Regions from separate parts of the Sus scrofa genome. Here region 1 is linked to region 2. A link is a contact called in public HiChIP or PLAC-seq data. All regions are on one chromosome and are shown on one strand. Each heading gives the region's core, a stretch centred on a gene start, on an enhancer-like site or on the middle of the called end of the contact. The rest is flanking DNA. Distances are from core to core; before and after follow the strand shown. Region 1 has its middle 8.8 kb from the start of TRAPPC9. Region 2 overlaps PTK2 (focal adhesion kinase 1).

The links. HiChIP or PLAC-seq counts read pairs in DNA pulled down with a chosen protein or histone mark.
Region 1: a contact with region 2 is called in an H3K27ac HiChIP or PLAC-seq map of alveolar macrophages. The contact joins two enhancer-like sites. A contact is called at or near these places in 2 of 5 promoter capture datasets (fetal liver and fetal skeletal muscle) and 1 of 2 datasets of contacts at active chromatin or transcription factors (alveolar macrophages).

What each region holds. Positions count from the first base shown.
Region 1 is chr4:3,053,759-3,059,132 of Sscrofa11.1, reverse strand. No RefSeq gene overlaps it. Among named protein-coding and RNA genes, the nearest start is that of TRAPPC9, 8.8 kb to the left of the region's middle. Within about 2 kb of position 3,017, at least 13 of the 83 cell types and tissues checked have an H3K27ac peak or open chromatin away from gene starts, as enhancers often do. A contact at or near this core is called in alveolar macrophages, where this site is marked.
Region 2 is chr4:2,883,715-2,888,974 of Sscrofa11.1, reverse strand. It overlaps PTK2 (focal adhesion kinase 1), which reads right to left. Exons shown (of 31, transcript XM_021088851.1): 27 at 2,278-2,317; 28 at 1,887-1,993. Among named protein-coding and RNA genes, the nearest start is that of MIR151, 37 kb to the right of the region's middle. Within about 2 kb of position 1,549, at least 4 of the 83 cell types and tissues checked have an H3K27ac peak or open chromatin away from gene starts, as enhancers often do. A contact at or near this core is called in alveolar macrophages, where this site is marked.

The DNA.
Region 1 (5,374 bases), core at 1,768-4,267, 170 kb before region 2:
TATATAACATACCAAGTTTTCATACTTCGAGTTATGTCATTTTTATGCCTTTTTGTGTGTCAAATGCTACAGCATTAAAGCTGAATTTTTTTTAATGACCGAGACTAAATCACTGCTATCTACCAACTCAACACAGCATTTATCTGAATTGTTCAAACAACACAGATCAAATTATTTAAATAACATTGATTAAGTGGAAGGTTTTTTTTCCACCTGAATTATCCATACTTTGGCCATTCCTTTCCTTCTTTCTCTGAAGCCGGGAGAGGGGATTCAGATCACCCAAAGAAACAAACTAGAATGGTGGTTACCGGGGGCTAGCAGGTGGGAGAAACGCAACCCACAGAATGCCTGATGGAGCTGTGCTTGCTCAGCACAAGGTCTGCCACCTGTTGCCTTTTCTGTCTGGACCCACCACTGTTCCAGCTTCCCCTAAACTTTCTATACCCACACAATCCCCCCAAAGCCCCGGGGAGGTTGCCTTCAGTAGGACCTTACACTGGCTTCCAAAATTGCTCCCTATTCACAGACGTGGCGCGGATCACGTGTTGCTGTGGTGTAGGCTGGCAGCTGTAGCTCCGATTTGACCCCTAGCCTGGGAACTTCCATATGCCTCTGGTGTGGCCCTAAAAAAAACAAAAACAGAAAAAAATTGCTCCCTGTGGTTGCATGCAACTCTGAACTTACTAAAAGCCAATGCGTTGTACTCCTCAAATGTGTAAATTGTGTGCTGTGTGACTTATAGCTCAATAAAGTTGTCTTAAAAAATTATTCCCTTGGCGTTCCTGTCATGGCTCTGTGGAAAAGAATCCGACTGGCATCCATGAGAACGCAGGTACAATCCCTGGCCTCACTCAGTGGGTTAAGGATCCAGCGTTGCCGTGAGCTGTGGTCTGTGGGTCACAGACGCGGTTAGGATGTGGCGTTGCTGTGGCTGTGGTGTAGGCCAGAGGTTACAGCTCTGATTTTGACCCCTAGCCTGGAACCTCCATATGCTGTGGGTGTGGCCCTTAAAAAAAAAAAAAAATTGCTGAAGTTCCCATCATGACTCAGTGGTTAATGAACCCAACTAGCATCCATGAGGACACGGGTTCGATCCCTGGCCTCGCTCAGTGGGTTAAGGGTCCAGCGTTGACGTGAGCTCTGGTGTAGGTCGCAGACGTGGTTCAGATCCCTAGTTGCTGTGGGGTAGACCGGTGGCTACAGCTCTGATTCGACCCCTAGCCTGGGAACCTCCATATGCCACGAGTGCAGCCCCAGAAAAGAAAAAAAAAAATTGCTCCCAGCCCCACTCCCTGCCATGCCACCCTCTTGCCGAGGTTCAGCCTGGCTGAACTGCTACTGTTTCTTTTTTTTTTAAGGGTCGCACCCGTGGCAGACGGCGTTTCCTGGGCTAGGAGTCAAATCAGAGCTACAGCTGCCAGCCTATCCAACGGGCATCTGGCCCCCTCACAGGTCTATGAGCTTCCTCTCCAGCACAGGAACCAGGATGGGGTCGGACGTCAGTGGAAGGCTGTTATGAGTCCAAAGAGAAGTGACCAGGAGCTGCGGGCTCTAGCTCAGGAAAGCAGGCTTAGATCAGATCCCCTGACTCGACTGGGATAAAGAAACATCCCAGGGGCCTCACGCAGCCAAGTAGCTTTGCTACAAAGAGGCAGCTTGAACGTGGCCCTTGCTCCCTTTATTATGTTGCACTAATAATAGCTACCATTTATGGAGCATTTAAAGTATGACAGACATGGAGTTCCCATTGTGGCACAGTGGAAACAAATCCAACTAGGAACCATGAAGTTTCGAGTTCGATCCCTGGCCTCGCTCAGTGGGTTAAGGATCCGGCATTGCTGTGAGTTGTGGTGTAGGTCACAGACACAGCTTGGATCCTGTACCTCTCTGGCTGTGGTGTAGGCTGGCAGATGTAGCTCTGATTAGAACCCCCAACCTGAGAACCTCCATATGCCACAGGTGTGGCCCTAAAAAGTAAAATATATATGTGTGTGTGTCTATGTATATATATGACAGACACTTTTCTAAGAACGAGAGGTGCTGTCTGTTTTAAGGGCTTCAGTTTCCCCCTGAAAATCCCAGTGTCCACATGCGGTCCTTCCTAAAATTGATCCACCTTAGGCTCCACGTGCAGTGAAGCACAGACTCTCCTTTCCCACCTAAGGGAGAGTCTTAAGAGCCAAGAGAGAAAGTGCAGGTAAAACCCAAAGGAAAGCTTATTTCACCCACACAACAAATGTCATGGCAAAGCCCCACGCCTTGGCTGTGCACCTCCGTCCAAATTACGTAAAAGTCCAATTTTCAAAAGGCGGCAAACAAATGTAGGGCGACTCACAGCAGCCAGACTGACCCTCCCACTGGAAACAACTAGAAAACTGGGAGGAAAAAGAGAATGGCTCTCAGACATTGCACAGCAGCCAGCTCAGGCCTGCGCCCCGACAGAAGACCAGCAGGTGAGCTGTGAGCCCCGACCGCCCGCCTTTCTGCCTGGACTCCGGCTGACCCGGGGCACCGAGCGAGGTCCCCGGAGACCAGCACTTGCACCGAGTTGACGAGACAGGCATCGGAAGGGAGAGGGGGTGTGGGCTCTGAAGGTAAGTGTGAGCCTGGGCTCAGCACCCACGTGTGCACATGGGCTGGGGGGCGGGGGGCGTCCTCCTGTCCCCACACTGGGCTCTCCGACTGGAACCCTCTATGCTGGACCAACAAAAGCCAGGGGGACAAGGGCGACACTGCTCCAGGGAATGTCATGGCATAAACGCTTTGCCATGAGGTCTGGAGGTTTCCGCTCCACACGTGCACACAAACCATAGGACCCAGCCCTTCCCCTCGTGGGAAGACGGACAGAAACCTACTCCGCAAGTGTTCACAGCAGTTCATTCGTAATCATCACAAATGGGAAGTGATCCCACGCCCATCAGCGGGGAAATGGGAATTCCACGTAGATAAACAGGAAGCAGCTGCGACACGAGCTACGAGGCGGGGGCTCGCCTGGCTGTGCTGGTGAGAGAAAGTCTGACGCCGGAGAGTAAATGACTTCATGTGTGTGAGAAGCTAGAACAGGCCAGCCTGCTCAAGTGTCGCCTGGGTCCAGATGGGCCCAGCTGGGAAGGGGCAGAGGGACTCTGGGTTGATGGTGGTCGGGGGGGATACTTGGACGGTGGCAGTGGTGGCCCAGGTGTGTACCTTCATCAAACCTCACTGAATCCCGTGCTTACAGTGGGTGCAGGCTATTACGTGCAGCGATGTAGCCAATCCAATCGATAACAAGGATATAATATGAAACGGCACCAACCTGAATTCCTCAATGAAGGAAACAGCAGGCTAAAAAAGCTGTGTCCAAAAAAGGGTATAAGAGAGAGAAGCAAATATATATTCCTTGAAAGAAAGAATACAGGAAGAAGACGGCAAAATGAACACAAAATAAAACTCTTAAGTCTTGGGTTGTAATCTGCTCATTTGCATCTCCATGAGACAATATGTATTTGCTTTGCTATAGCTCAAGAATCTTGCATCATAATCAGTTTTCTAGAATTTAACACCCACCCTTACAGCTTTTTAAAAGCCCCAAATGACACCACCAGATTAACACTGCAAGATATGTAGCAGGATGCTCTCTGCCTCATTTCTAAATTTTGGACCATTTTTCCTTACAATTAGAACTATTGACATGTGCAAAAAGCATGCTGGGAAAGCCAACCTTCCATCAGGCCTTTTCTCAGCAATGAGGAAGTCTCAGTATTTTCACTTTCCTGCAGCTCAGTCTGTAACTCAGTTACATATTTTATATGAATTCAATAAGAAATCAAAAGTACCGTTTTGCGAAAAGAAAAAAAGTTTCATTTTGCTTTTGACAGATTAATGTTCCTCTTTTTTTTTTTGGCTGCACTTGAGGCATGTGGGCTTTTCTGGGCAAGGGATCAAACCCACGCCACAGCAGTGACAACGCCTGATCCTTAGCCTGCTGAGCCACCAGGGAAGTCCAATAAAATTTGTTTTTATTTTTTTGTCTTTTTAGGGCCGCACCACCCGAGGCATATGGAGGTTTCCAGGCTCAGGGTCCAATGGGAGCTACAGCTGCCAGCCTGCACCACAGCCACAGCAACGCCAGATCCGAGCCATGTCTGCAACCCACACCCCAGCTCATGGCAACACTGGATCCCTGGATCCCTAACCCACTGAGCGAGGCCAGGGATTGAACCCACAACCTCATGGTTACTAGTCGGATTCATTTCTGCTGCGCCACGACAGAACCTCCGGAAGCCCAATAAAATTTTAATTTACATAGCTGTGTTCTTTGAAGGGACATATGTCAGGTGCTCAGTAAAAAGATAAAAGGTGGTGGGAGAGGAGGATGGAAACAGTGAAGCAGAACAGGACCCGCCTTTTGTCTAGAATATTCTAAGCTGAAGGGAGCTCCCCTTGTGGCTCAGTGGTTAAGAACCTGACATAGTGTCCATGAGGATGCAGGTTCGATCCCTTGCCTCTCTCAGTGGGTTAAGGATCCAGGGTTGCCGTGGCTGCTGTAGGTCTCAGCAGCAGCTCCAATTCCGTGACTGGCCCAGGAATGTCCGCACGTAGCAAATGTGGCCATAAAACAGGAAGAAAAGAAAAAAAGAGAAAAGTTGAATCAGAGACATGAGAAAATGCAGAAAAAAGGAAAACAGTCCAATGAGACCAAAGGATAATAGTTTAGTCATTAAACAAAAGCAAGGACTTTTAGTTCCTCCTCAAGGGCTACAGATAATACGCTGAGCCACATTCTGTGAGCTGTCCTGCAGACACTAAAATCCCCACCTCAGAACCTAACATGTTGCCCAGACAGCAGCCATGACACAAGCCGGCACAATTCCGAGAACTGGCCTCAGAGGAATGGGAACAACCTGCCCCTGAGCTGAGGATGAATTGTGCTGAAAAGCATCAAGATGACGCTGGTCAGACCCCGCATGACCAATTTTACCACGACTGTCAGCACGGACTGTGCTGTTTCTGCACATAGCCCCTTTCCAGCTACAGAAGATTTTGCCAACCACTGCCCGTGGGGGGAGTGGGCCTGGGGACATAAGTTGGCCCTCCCCCCCCCACTGGGCTTCCTGGAATCCCAACTAAAGCAACTTTCCTTTCCACCGAGACTGCCTCTTCATTGGCTTTAGGAAGAGTGTGTACGCGAAGGTTTTCAAGAGATTAACATGGAATTTAGATTCTGCTTGGACGTATTTTAAGATGAACATTTTTTCTGTTAAAATTTCAGTATTTAGAAGTGCTGGGATTTACATCCTTTTCAACGACTTCGGTTGAAAACATTTTGGTATCAACATAAGATCCATTTGCAGCTATATGTCGTTTTTGAGAATTCTTCAAAAAATGTGTT
Region 2 (5,260 bases), core at 300-2,799:
AGCCGCGTCTGCATTCACTTGCTGTGCTGGGGGCGAGGGTGAGCCGCGCTGAACGTGGCAGGAGCACGCAAGGCCCTCAACGAGAAAGCGCGGCTCCCCGCCGGCGGCTGCAGCCGGAGCCTGCCCAGAGCAGCCGCAGCCTCTGGGAGGGGGAGGGTGTGTTCTACGCCTGTGCCCAGCTCGTGCTACGGGGGCACCGCCACGGCACTCGTGGTGACCATCCTCAGTGACCTCCCAGAGCACCAGTTTGATCTGGAGAGACGTCTAGAACTGGGGCCCTCGTTTCCAGAGCTCAACCGCTGGGAGACGCCTTGGCGGGCGGTTAGGACGCACCACCACCCACAGAGAGGCAGCCAATCCCAGCCATTCAATGGGTCTTTAAAGACTAGATAATTTAGAACCAAAATGGAATACCACCAAGGAGAAACTGAGACTCATTTCTGGCTAAACATTCTTTGGCTGAATTACCTCCATTATATCCAGTTAAAGGCAAGCATTTCTGTGCCAAAAGAGTACTGCGCTTTTCGGCCGGGTTTGAGAACCTCTGCCAGGCAGATGGGTGATGAAGAAAGAGAGACATATCCTTCATACTAATGTTAAAACATGTTTACTGAACGTATCTTAAGTAGAAGCATACTCTCTCTGTTAAGATTTCTACTTGCTTGGGGTCATGGCTCAATGGTTAACAAACCTGACTAGTGTCCATGAGGACGCAGGTTCGATCCCTGGCCTCACTCAGTGGGTTAAGGATCCAGCGTTGCTGTGCTGTGGGTAGAAGATGCGGCTCAGATCCTGTGTTGCTGTGGCTGTGGTGTTGGCCGGCAGCTCCAGCTCCAGTTGGACTCCTAGCGTGGAAACTTCCATAGGCCACGGGTGCCACCCCAAAAAGACAAAAAAAAAAAAAAAAAAAAAAAAAGATTTCTATTTGCTTAGTACCCTGTAACGAGGGTATTTCCCAATTATATTTATTCATATGTCATTCCAAATGTAAAAAATGAATAAGGGTCAGAAATCTAAGCTGATATCTGATCTACTTTTATTTTATTTTTCTAGGGCTACACCCGAGGCATACAGAAGTTCGCAGGCTAGGGGTCAAATCGGAGATGTAGCTGCCGGCCTACACCACAGCCACAGCAACGTGGGATCCAAGCCACATCTGTGACCTACACCGCAGCTCAGCTGGATCCTTAACTCACTGAGTGGGGCCAGCAACTGAACCCTTGCCCTCGTGGATACTAGTTGGTTTTGCTACTGCTGAGTCACAGCGGGCCTCCAACAGAGCTTATCTGAACTGATACCACAGTTCTTGACCCTAAGATGCACCACGATGAAGGAAGAAAGATGCTGCCAACTAAATCAACACACCGCCTTAATTTTAGACATTAAAATGTGAAGACAAAGTGTATCAGAATGGAGAAAGAGGCTGTATTTTGAAAGATAACCCAGCTAAAGGGAAGTTGCGCGCCCTCCCCTTCCACAGGCCCGGAGGAGGGAGGGCGCGGGCCCAGCACATGCGGCTTCGTAAACCCACTTCTGGCCACAGCTGGGAAAGGATGGAAGTCGCCCCGGGCCACGGGGCCGCCTTGGGGGCAGTGAGCCTGCCAAAGGAGGTCTCACTAACCCCAGGCGCCCTGGTCTGACTCACTTGTAAAACCAGAAGCCACCCCAGTCCTTTATTTCAAGGGAACATTCTGTCTGATACAAGGAAACCGTACTTAGACAGTCAGGATTGGACTGAGGCCCTAGAACCTATCACATGAGACAAATACAGAAAAGAGAGTTTTACAGTAAAGCTCATCCTGACTCCGAGAGCATCTGGAACCCACCCAATCCCACCCCCGGCACGTGGCAGGTCGTCACCCTGAGCAGAAGGCTCCCGTGCTCACCTTGACACCCTCGTTGTAACTGTCCCCGGGGCTGCCGAGGCTGCCGAGGCTGGCGAGGTGCCCGGGGGCTCCCGGACGTGGAGGTTTCTTTGGTGGAGCTGCAGGATCTGGTAAAGGAGAGGAGTCCCGTCAAGCAAGGCACGTAAGGAAGCGAATGGGAACAGCTCCCAAACACACGGACTCCAGTGGCCTGCGGAGAGGGCCCTGGAGCAACGCGCTGCTTCCCAACGTTCTAGCCCCGGGCCAAGCTCAGAAAGTGTCCCACCTGCTAAGGCCTGTAGACGGAGACCTGTTTACAAGTCACGAAGTGTTCCGAAGCCAACAGACACAACAAAACCCGCTCCCTCCAGACACACACACTTTGTGACGTGCGATCCATTGCCTTGTTTACCTGGTTTGCCCACAGGCTGATATATGTGTTGGTTTCCAGTCTGTGGGAAAAGAAAACGTTGGGTCAGTGAGTGCAGCAGGTGCACAAAGGTAATGACCTCCCCCCATCGGTGCTAAACGGGGTTCAAAGACCGACGGGATGGGGGAGGGGCCGGCCTTCTGGCCTTGGGTCGGCGGGGGGGGGCGGTTAGGCTAATAAGCAAATGGCGCCAAGAGGGTGCAGGACGACGGCTGTCCCAGAAGGGGTCATGGGATTCCAAGGGAACATGGCCAGGGGAGTCATACCAACTCCTAATTTCCTTTAAAGAAATGGCCACAGGTGTCTCCAGTCCGCCCTCGGGAGTGTGAAATGTGTGTCCTTGGCTCAGGAACCCGCCCCCCTCGTATGACAAGAAGGGGGCGGTCAGAAACAAGATGATCAGAGATTTCGTAGCCCCGGGATGCGCAGACATTCCATGTGCCTACGCCTACAAGTGCAACCGAGACAACTTTCCAAGGCTAATGGGACAAAAAGAAGTCTTTTTAGAACTATATTCTACTTTTCTTTCTTTTCTTTTTTTTTTTTTTTTAACCATACTTAGAGCATGCAGAAGTTCCACGGCTGGGGATCAAACCCGCACCTCAGAAGAGACCTAAGCTGCAGCAGTGACAATGCAGGATCCCTAACCTGCTGAGCCACCAGGGAACTCTTATATTCTACTTTTGAAAAGAAACTTTCCTTGCTTACTTTAAAATAAGAAACTGGTTAAAAATACATATATTTTAAGGTGCTTTACTTTCTACTGAGCAGAGACCCACTTCCCTGGAATACCGGGCCTGTGAGAAGCACATAGTGACACCTGCTCCTATTCCAGAACCACAGCTGCTTTCAACACGCCATGAACACGCCTGGTTTTAAAGACTCACAAAACCCTCCAAGTAGGACGGTGTGAACAACAGGGACGCCTTAACAACTGACTCTGGGTAGCACCTTCCCCATCAATTATTCGTTTAACAATGAGTGAACACCGGTTCTGTTCCACACACTGTTCCAGGCACAAAACAAGGCCCACTCTTTTGCAGCTGACAGAGCAGTGGAGGGAGAGGTAACAGGCAATAAAGGTACAGGACAGTGTGCTGCCCACGGCGGTATAAGGGCTGCATCTGGTGAGAAAAGGAGGAGGATGCGGTGAAGGCGAGGAAAGTGCAGCTTGAAGTAGGAAGGGCCGGCCTTGGAATGCGGCCCTGAGCCAGCTTAAGGTGCAAGAGCCAGGAAGACACTGGGAGGAGGGCAGCGTGGGGATGGAGGGCCCAGGAGAGCAACCTGAGTGTGAGGGACTGAGCTGGCCAGCGCGGCCAGAGGGAGGGCAGTGAACGGGGGAGGTGGGGCCGAAGCTTTACAGAGACACGGACCGCTGCCATGCCACCGTCCACCCGGCGGCAAAAGGATACGACACTCAGGGAACAAGAACATCACCCAGACAATCCTAGTCTCAGAACATTCTGGATCAATTCGACAAAGTCTCCCCCGCCCCCACCGGGCAGTCAGCATGCTGCTGGGAAGGCAGGCAGGAAAGGGCCCGTGCAGAGGGGGCTAGGCCATGGGGTCGGCCGGGCTCTGTTCTGCCAGGCGTCCAGTGCTGGCCCTGGCGGAGTCACCGCCCCGTTTGGGGCGAGGCTTTTCCCACCTGTACACGAGGCTAGTGACACTGACCCACCACGAGGTGGCTGTCACAAAATGAACATGTTGCCAACCTGTATATTATTTTGCAAGTCCAAATAGTTTTTATTTTTACTGTTTATGCACAGAGACGGGATCAGTTTCCATGAGGCAGTGACTAGTGTTTATGAACCAGCTTAGACCTGCCGGCAATCTACACTGCTTTCCACCCAAACGGTTCTCCCGGAAACTGGGACCCATTTTCTAAAGTGTGAAGTGGGAGCACTCTGAGCAGTGGGCCAAACTGCACCTTAGCAAGAACAGAGGACGAAAAGCCAGCAACGGTCCGTGTGCCATCAGCGCCATAACCTAAAGGAGACCCCGGGCAGGAGAGGCCGGAGCCAGGCTGGTGCCTGCCCATGCCGAGTGCACTGTCTGCTGTCCCGCACGGTGACCAGTGACCCTGGGCCCTCGGCTGACGCATGTGTGCAGTGTGGACGGCATGGAGCCTGACGTGCCAGGAGTGCTAAGGGCTCAGTGAGGTGACAGGAGAAAAGCACTCAGCACAGCACCTTGCAGGCCTGGGCACCTTCTCCATCAGGACTAAGCTCTGTCACCCAGGTGCTGTCACACAGAGTCTGTTTCCCAGTGTCTGAGTACTCCTTCTGTCTCGTCCATTCGCTCCAGCTGTGTCACGGGTGCCACATACTAGAACAGAGACTTTTCCTCACTAACAAACGCTGCCATCAGTGATGAGAACGGCTGGTCCCTAGAATAGGGTTCACTTGCATGTTTATCCTCACTCTTTCCTCTTAGCAATTCAGGACGACTGCTAATTTTATGCTGTTGTTATTATTTTTGTCTTTTTTAGGGCCGCACCCACAGCACATGGAGGTTCCCAGGCTAGGGGTCCAATCGGAGCTGCCGGCCTACACCACAGCCCCAGCAACGCCAGATCCATAACCCACGGAGCGAGGCAGGGATGGAACCTGAGTCCTCATGGATGCTAGTGGGGTTTCTTAACCGCTGAGCCACGACGGCAACTCCCCATACCACGTCTTCTTCACCCATTCATCTGTTGATGAACACCTGTGTTGCTTCCATTTCTCGCCTATTTTAAATAGTTCTTCTATGAGCACCGAGGAGCATGTGTCTTTTCAAATTAGTGTTTTTGGTTTTTTAGATATACACACAGGCTTGGAACTGCTGGGTCGCATGGTAGTTCCAGTTTTAGCTTTTGAGAAACCTCCGTTGTGTTTTCCGCCGTGGCTGTACGCGGTACATTCCCAGCAGCAGTGTGGGAAGGTTCCCTTTCCCCCACATCCTCGTTAACATTTGCCGTTTG